Regions from separate parts of the Mus musculus genome. Here region 2 is linked to region 1. Evidence: chromatin contacts called from public HiChIP or PLAC-seq data. All regions are on one chromosome and are shown on one strand. Each heading gives the region's core, a stretch centred on a gene start, on an enhancer-like site or on the middle of the called end of the contact. The rest is flanking DNA. Distances are from core to core; before and after follow the strand shown.

Region 1 (3,441 bases), core at 564-3,063:
GTCACACCACAACTAGAAACAGGTTTCTCCAGTAAACAACTTAAGCTCAGAGTTCAGAGTATGATTAAATATCCTGCAACAAAAGGCACTTGCCACCAAGCTTGACAACCTGAATTCGATCCCTAGGACCTCTATGGTGGAAGAAGAGAAATGACTTCCTAAAGTTATCCTTGTATTTCCATATGTATGGCACAGCACACACACACACACACACACACACACACACACACACACACCGTAGATAAATGTAGTTTTTTAAAATTTCAAAATTGAGACATAACTTATAGCTGGTAACCATGGTTCTAAGTTTTGACGAGCACCTGGATCCAGGAAATCACAAACCCAGAGTCGCTTCCCTTAACCCCCAGTGACCTTTGCAGTGAATCCCCATATCCAGTTCTGGAAAATACTGATTTGTTTTCTTTCTTTGTGCTTTTCTTAGTCAGTGTCTGTCAGACCCAATGTCTGTCAGAGGTCTGAATTCTTTCACTCTATGGGATGGTTGTGAGCTACATCCATGAAGTTGTATACAGTTCTTCATTCTCACTGGGCTGTGTAACTCATGGCTTATCGATCATCATTTATGTATATGATTTAGAATGAATATACCACTACATATTTATCCATTCTATTGTTGGCAATCTGGATGTGTATGGTTGGAGCTTTTTGCGACTAAATCTGCTAGAAACCTTTTAAAAAGTTGTGTGTGTGTATGTGTGTGTGTGTGTGTGTATGTTTGTATTTTGCCTGCATACATGTCTATGCACCATGGATATATATGACAATGGAGGTCTGAAAAGGATGCAGGATCCCCTGGAACTGGAGTTTCAGACCATCCTGAGCAGCCATGCTAGTGCTGATAATCAAACTTAGGTGCTCTGGAAGAACAACCCGTGCTCTTAACTGCTTTGGATTTTTTTTGTTTAATTGTTTTTTCTTTCGTTTTAGGGTTGTTTGTTTGTTTGTTTGCTTGTTGAGACGAGATCTCACACTGGAACCCACGGTGAACTGGAACTCACTTTGTAGGCCAGGCCCTGAACTCACAACAGTCCCAACAGTCGGGACTGCAGGAGCGAGGAAGGCATCATGTGCGGCTCAGAACCATTCTTGCTTGTGCTTCCCCGTGCCCAGCCAGGTGTGCACATACATCACCCAGCTGACCTGGAATTCTCGTTTGTGTGTGGCGACCTCAGGCGGATGAGTCGACATTCTTTTTACATTTTCTAGTGTGAAAATCCAGTTGACCCGGTGCCTTGAAATTACAACTCGTCCTTCCGGTTGCTCTTCTGACATAAACTGTCTTTGCAAGTGTTATCTCATTTCTGGCTCGTTGGTCTATTTGATTTATTTCCCACTTGGCTCTTCTTTTTCAAGATTTGTTTCCCCCTCTGCTATTCTCTAATTTAATTTACATTTTGAGATAGGATCTCCCTATGTACCCCTAGTTAGTCTAGAGTTCACTATGTAGATCAGATTGGCCTCTAACTCACAGAGACCTGCCTGCCTCTGCCATGTGGCTACTGGCCTGCGCCAATGTGCTCTGCTTCCCAGCGCAGTCAGACTAGCATCTCAGGTGTGATGGGCACCAAATGCATACTTGATGTTTGCTGGAGGACCCTGGGTATGTAGGGCCTAGGAGACTAGAGTAAGGCGAGCCTCCAGCTCTCCTAACAACAAAGCACTCCCCAATTGCCTGGCCCTCCGGGAAGCACACCCACTAATGGCGAGTCTGGAACCGGGCGGGGCTGCTGCACGTCCTCTTCCCTCCGGCTCTCTGACTACGCCTCTTTCCCCGCCCTCTCCCCGCCCCTCCAGAAGGGTGACCCGGCCTCCTCCGCCCGGTTGTGACTGCTGCGGGATGGCGGCGGCGACACCGACAGAGACACCGGCTCCGGAAGGCAGTGGCTTGGGTATGGACGCGCGACTGGACCAGGAGACCGCGCAGTGGCTGCGTTGGGACCAGGTAAGGGCCGATCTCCGGCTCTTCGGTTCTCGGGCGCCGTGGCTTGTCCGGCAGGGAGCCGGGCCCAGCTTCCTTCTTTCCTTCCCTGCCTCGCCACACGGTGCCTGCTCGGCATAAGCTGTTGCGGGACTGGAGACAGCTGTGTGGCTCGCCCGGCTGCTAGACCCGGTAGAGGAGCGAGCTGGGGGGCGGGGAGTGGGGTGGAGAGTGAATGTAGCGGGCCTGGGACCCGGGGTAGTCCACGCACGAGAAGGTTTTTGAGGTTCTGTGATGGGCTGAGCATCTTCATCCATTCAGAATCCGCTCTGTCCCGCCTTTCCCGGGACCTGGACTTCTCCACAGTCCAGACCACCTTTTCTGATTTCATGGATACTACCGGGTCCCTGATGGGCCAGGCTGACAGGGAGTTTTCCAGAGAACATACACTCCACTGGGAAGGTGACAGGGAACGCTTTGGCCCCAGCTGCGCCTTTCCCCTGTAATGTCTTAGTCAGTCGGCCAGCTCCGGACATCACTTCCTTTGCCCTCTACAAGTTCTCTCTGACCTGTGCTTTCGCGTGTCCTGTTGCTTTCCCGCAATGTTCCTCTTGCCGGTGTTCTGCTGACTTTATTTCTCTTGTCGTTTTTCCTGTGTGAACTTAGCGGATCTTTCCTGTCTCCCAAGTGCAACTCAAACTCTCTCTCTAGACAGCCCAGGCCTTTGGTTCCCTGCTCTTCCTGGAATTGAAAGACAATCCCTTACAGGCTTGTTTGTTTAAAATTTGTCGGTATCCAGGGCTGACTTCAGGAGGTGAGACCCACGCAGATCCACTGAACCTGTACTCAGGGAAGGGCCCAAGCCGTATTTTAAAGCACTACTTTGAGATTCTCTATTGTTAAACACGGAGTCTTTCGTTCTAATTGTGCACTGGCCCCCCCTGAAAATTATGTAGCTGGTGCTGTGTGTCTCTGCTGCTTTCCGTGGTCTATAGTACCGTAGTACCGTAGTGCCGTACTGCATGTCTATAGTTGGTCCCTGAAACATTTGGTGACTGGATAGAGGCTGGAAGGCTCAGCAGAGGCCTTTGCTCGCTCACACCTAGAAAATGAATAGTCAGGCCATCCTGGAAACAGGATGGCAGTGCTAGCGCCTCATGGGAGGTTTTGTTTTGCTTTGTTGTGGATTTTTTTTTTCCTGGAAACATAAAGCATTCCAGGATGTTTAAGGGGAGGAAACTGTTTCCATTTCTGATCACTTAATAACTTGCATTGTGTAGCTGTCCTAACACCTCAGCTAAGAAGTCTTGTGTGTGTTATTGGGCTCTTGTACCACTTGACTAAGTGTCTGACAGAGACTGAAGGGGCGGGAAAGAACTGCTCTGCTCACACTCTGAGATGCTCTTATCCTTCATGGTAGAAAGGAGTAGCAGAGCTGTTGGCTAAGGAGCAGAGAAAGGGGGAATACAGGAAGAGGCCATTGAGGAAATATACCATCCTGT
Region 2 (3,626 bases), core at 870-3,369, 280 kb after region 1:
CTATGCTGGTCTTCTATGACTGGAAGCACATTTAAATCCAAGGACGTTTTAAAGAAAAACAATTTGAAAAAAATTAGACATAAAGATGAATATTAGTTAAGAATAAGAAGAAAAGGTCATTGAACAGTTTCTTAGCAGTCTAGCATGCAATGAATCTGAGTCCAAAATTAACTCCTTGGCCTGTTTTGTTCATAGCTAGGTCACCAGGACAGACAACAGCCTCTAACATACAGCAGTTACTGAAAAAATAATCCCAGAGTGAAGTGTCTAAATGAAGAAAACTGATAGTAGCTGAGCCAAGGGAAGCAGGATGAGGCCTTGCTGAACAAACATTGAAACCAATGGGAAGAAATGGATTTGAACCCAGGTCTGCTCTCCTCTTCCGTTTGGATTGATGTTTTCCCAGATAGACTCCATTGCCAGCTTCCCTTGAAGCTAGGTATCCATTGCCAGCTTCCCTTGAAGCTAGGTGTGACCATGCAATGGTATTCTTGCAAGTTGACTAAGTAGACTTGATGGTGCCACTTTTTGGCCTGGGTCCTGAGACCAGGGATATGTCACCTCTACGTTGTCCAACATCTGGGTGTGGTGGTGACTTAATCTGACTAGATCCTGAGGGTTCTACCATGATGACATGGCAAAAAAACAAAACAAACAAAAAAAAAAAACCAGCAATCCTGATGAATGAATATGGACCTTCCTTCCATACAGACTCACAGGGCTCACACCACTATGATTATGTGACATAGAGACAACCTTCCTTCCTCTTTAAACCTTGGTATCTGAGAGTTCCCTGTTATAGAAGCATATGGTTCTCTGTGCTTCCTACCCCCTTACCTCACTTCTCCCTTCCCTTCCTTCAGATCCATGCCCCTGTGGTGTGAACAGCCAGGCAACTACTAGGCTTAAGAAGGTGTTGGCCCCAACTGTAAAGATGCAATTCCTGCCTGCATGACTCCATGTTGCCTGCAAATGTTTTTGTCATGCTCTCTTAGGGACTAAGTTAGGTCTGGGGCCTGTGAAGTGATGTCAATCATAGCACAATATTTTTCCTCCAAAGAGGAGGATTGAGCGGAAAGAAGATGATGAGGCATTCTGAAGAAATGAGGACTGTGGCAATTCCCTTCCTGAGGGTGTCATCGTGTAGAAAAGATACTCTTCCTTTCATGGTGGCTCAAATGGGGTCCTCATCTCCTTCCTTGTGGTCATAGCTGGAGCATTCAGGGCCATCCCCTGCATACTCTGGAGCCTTTGACTCTGGTGGTCTACTAAAACCAAACTCTCCTGCCTTGCTTATTTTACCCATGCCATGTTCTGGAAACTGTAAATGGTTGCCTTGCAGTTTCTACTGTTGTGTTAAAACACCACAACCAAAAGCAAGGTGTGGAGGAAAGGGTTTGTCTGGCTTTCATATCCTAGATCACGGTCCATTAAGGGAAGCCATGGCAGGAACTCGATCTAGGCAGGAACCTGGAGGCAGAAGCTGATGCAGAGACCATGGAGGGTTGCTGCTTACTGGCTTGCTCCTCGTGGTTTTCTTAGTCTGGTTTTTTGTTTGTTTGTTTGTTTGTTTTGTTTTACTATAGAACCCAGGACCTTCAGCTGAGGGTTGTCCCCACCCACAATGGACTGGGATCTTCCACATCAATCAGTAATTTGAAAAAAATGCCCCACAGCCTTATCTTATAGAGGCATTTCCTCAGTTGTGGTTCTCTCCTCTCAGATGACTATAGCTTGTGTCATGTTGACACAAAACCAGCTAGTACAGTGGTTGACACAATATCAGCTCTTGGCAAAGAAAAACAAAAAGGCAGTCAGAAAAAAAATTATTATCCAATTATAAGAAACACAGAGGCTGAAACCACAGAGACAAACTAAAACCTTAAGACTGGTCTCTGCCAAATAGAGGATGCCTTTTCTCTTTCAAAATGATGAGATTCAGCACTTTGACTTCTGAGGCTGAGCAGATGTTCTCTCTGTCACAAATCTCTTAGCTCTGTGACTCTGTTGAGTGGGTGGTGCAAAAAATAAAATCTTTCAGGAAGAAGCTGACAGTGAAAGGCAGCAAGGGTCCTCTGAGCCACAGGGAGCTGGGATGTGACCCAGAAGTCAGAAGAGAGGCCATCTAGGGGAAGTGAGTCTGTAGCTTCCTCGTTCAGCTCATTTGTCTCTAATGAGGGAGAAAATTTACACAGCCACAAATTGTTGCAATTCAGAGAGCTAAACTGATTTGGAAACATATTTTGTCCTAGGATATTTCTTGGCCTGTTTGGGCTGCTATAACAAAGTGCCTTAGGCTGGGTGGCTTATAAATAACAAAGGCTTACAGGTTTGATGTCTGCCAAGGGCTCCTTCCTGGCTCAAACTTGGCCTCTTCTTATTGCACCCTTGCATCTCAGAAGAGACAAGCATCTCCCTAGGGTCCCTAAAGGCACTTCTCTTGAACATGGAGCTCTGCCCATGACCCAGCGTCCTCACAAAGACTCTACCTGCTAACATGACCCTTTGGATGGGTAGGATATTCATGAATTTGGGCACAGTGGATTCATAATATTGATACCCCAGACGTTCCCCACCCAGGGGATGTTATCCAATACATCTGGGAAATTTTTAGTGACACAGGAAACTTTGCCATTACTCTGCCTTCATTTCTCCTCCTTCTGTATGCCTGTCAGATGTTCAACTCAGGCAGCCCATCTGGAACCTCCCCTCCAGGATAATGTCTCCTCCTTAAATGAGAAAAAAAAGTCTAGCCCCTCCTCCTTCTTGCTGGATGTGAACCGCTCTTGAGGACTTCAATCACCTGGCCTCCCCTGCCCTTCGAGCTAAAGGTTAATTGAGGGGTGAATGAAAACAACACAGCGTCTTATGAGAAATGAAAGATGGCCAGATGGAACCCACCAAGGGCGGCTGAGATTTCAATTTCCTTACTGTAATGAAAACTGCATTTCCATTAACCGCTGTGGTAGAAATGATTTACCAGCAGAACGAATCACCTGTGATGCGCCCTGGCTCCTATTGTGAAGCCTGGCTCTGCAGAGCCGACTGCTAAAGCATCTCTTCATTACCACCCGCCATGTGGACCTGGGGCTGCTGCAGAGGGTAAAGGCTATGGCCGTGGACATGAAAATGGGGGCCTCTGAGACAGAACAAAGAGGAGGCTCTAAAACTCTTTTCCTCCCCACATTCTGTTACCGCCCTTTGCCTGGACAGAATTTTTTTTTTTTTCCGATGCGGGCACATTTTACAGGCAGCCAGACGTAGGTCAGTAAGTAGCCATAGGTACCTGGGGAGCTCAGGGCTTTGGGTCATCATCAGACCCCACATTTGACCCAGCATTTGAGATTGCCTTACAGGATCACCCTTTCCCTCTTCCCTAATAATAAGATGCCATGGTATCAGCTTGGCAGAGGACTTCTTGCAACAAGACCCACCTTCCCAGCATGCTTTGCAGCGGCAGACAACTATGTCATCACTGGGCACTAAGGAAGAATAGTTCATCTGGTCTTCAGGTTACTTCCATTTAGTCAGCTGGGATGTGGGCGTGAAAGCTGGATCCGAGCAACCTTCTTACACCCTGAGTAAAAGCCACTCGTGATTGTTAAGTACTAAGCCCTCTCTTAATG

The links. HiChIP or PLAC-seq counts read pairs in DNA pulled down with a chosen protein or histone mark.
Region 2: an H3K27ac HiChIP or PLAC-seq map of microglia shows a contact between it and region 1, with 6 times the contacts expected there. The contact joins the enhancer-like site here to the promoter of Pgm2 in region 1. A contact is called at or near these places in 1 of 484 Hi-C or Micro-C datasets (LSK cells), 3 of 115 datasets of contacts at active chromatin or transcription factors (memory CD8 T cells, microglia and pancreatic cancer cells) and 1 of 9 other capture datasets (embryonic stem cells).

What each region holds. Positions count from the first base shown.
Region 1 is chr5:64,091,126-64,094,566 of GRCm38.p6, forward strand. It overlaps Pgm2 (phosphoglucomutase 2), which reads left to right and starts at 1,814. Exons shown (of 14, transcript NM_025700.3): 1 at 1,814-1,963. The coding sequence starts at 1,859.
Region 2 is chr5:64,369,707-64,373,332 of GRCm38.p6, forward strand. No RefSeq gene overlaps it. Among named protein-coding and RNA genes, the nearest start is that of Gm43837, 6.4 kb to the right of the region's middle. Within about 2 kb of position 2,120, at least 59 of the 459 cell types and tissues checked have an H3K27ac peak or open chromatin away from gene starts, as enhancers often do. A contact at or near this core is called in memory CD8 T cells and microglia, where this site is marked.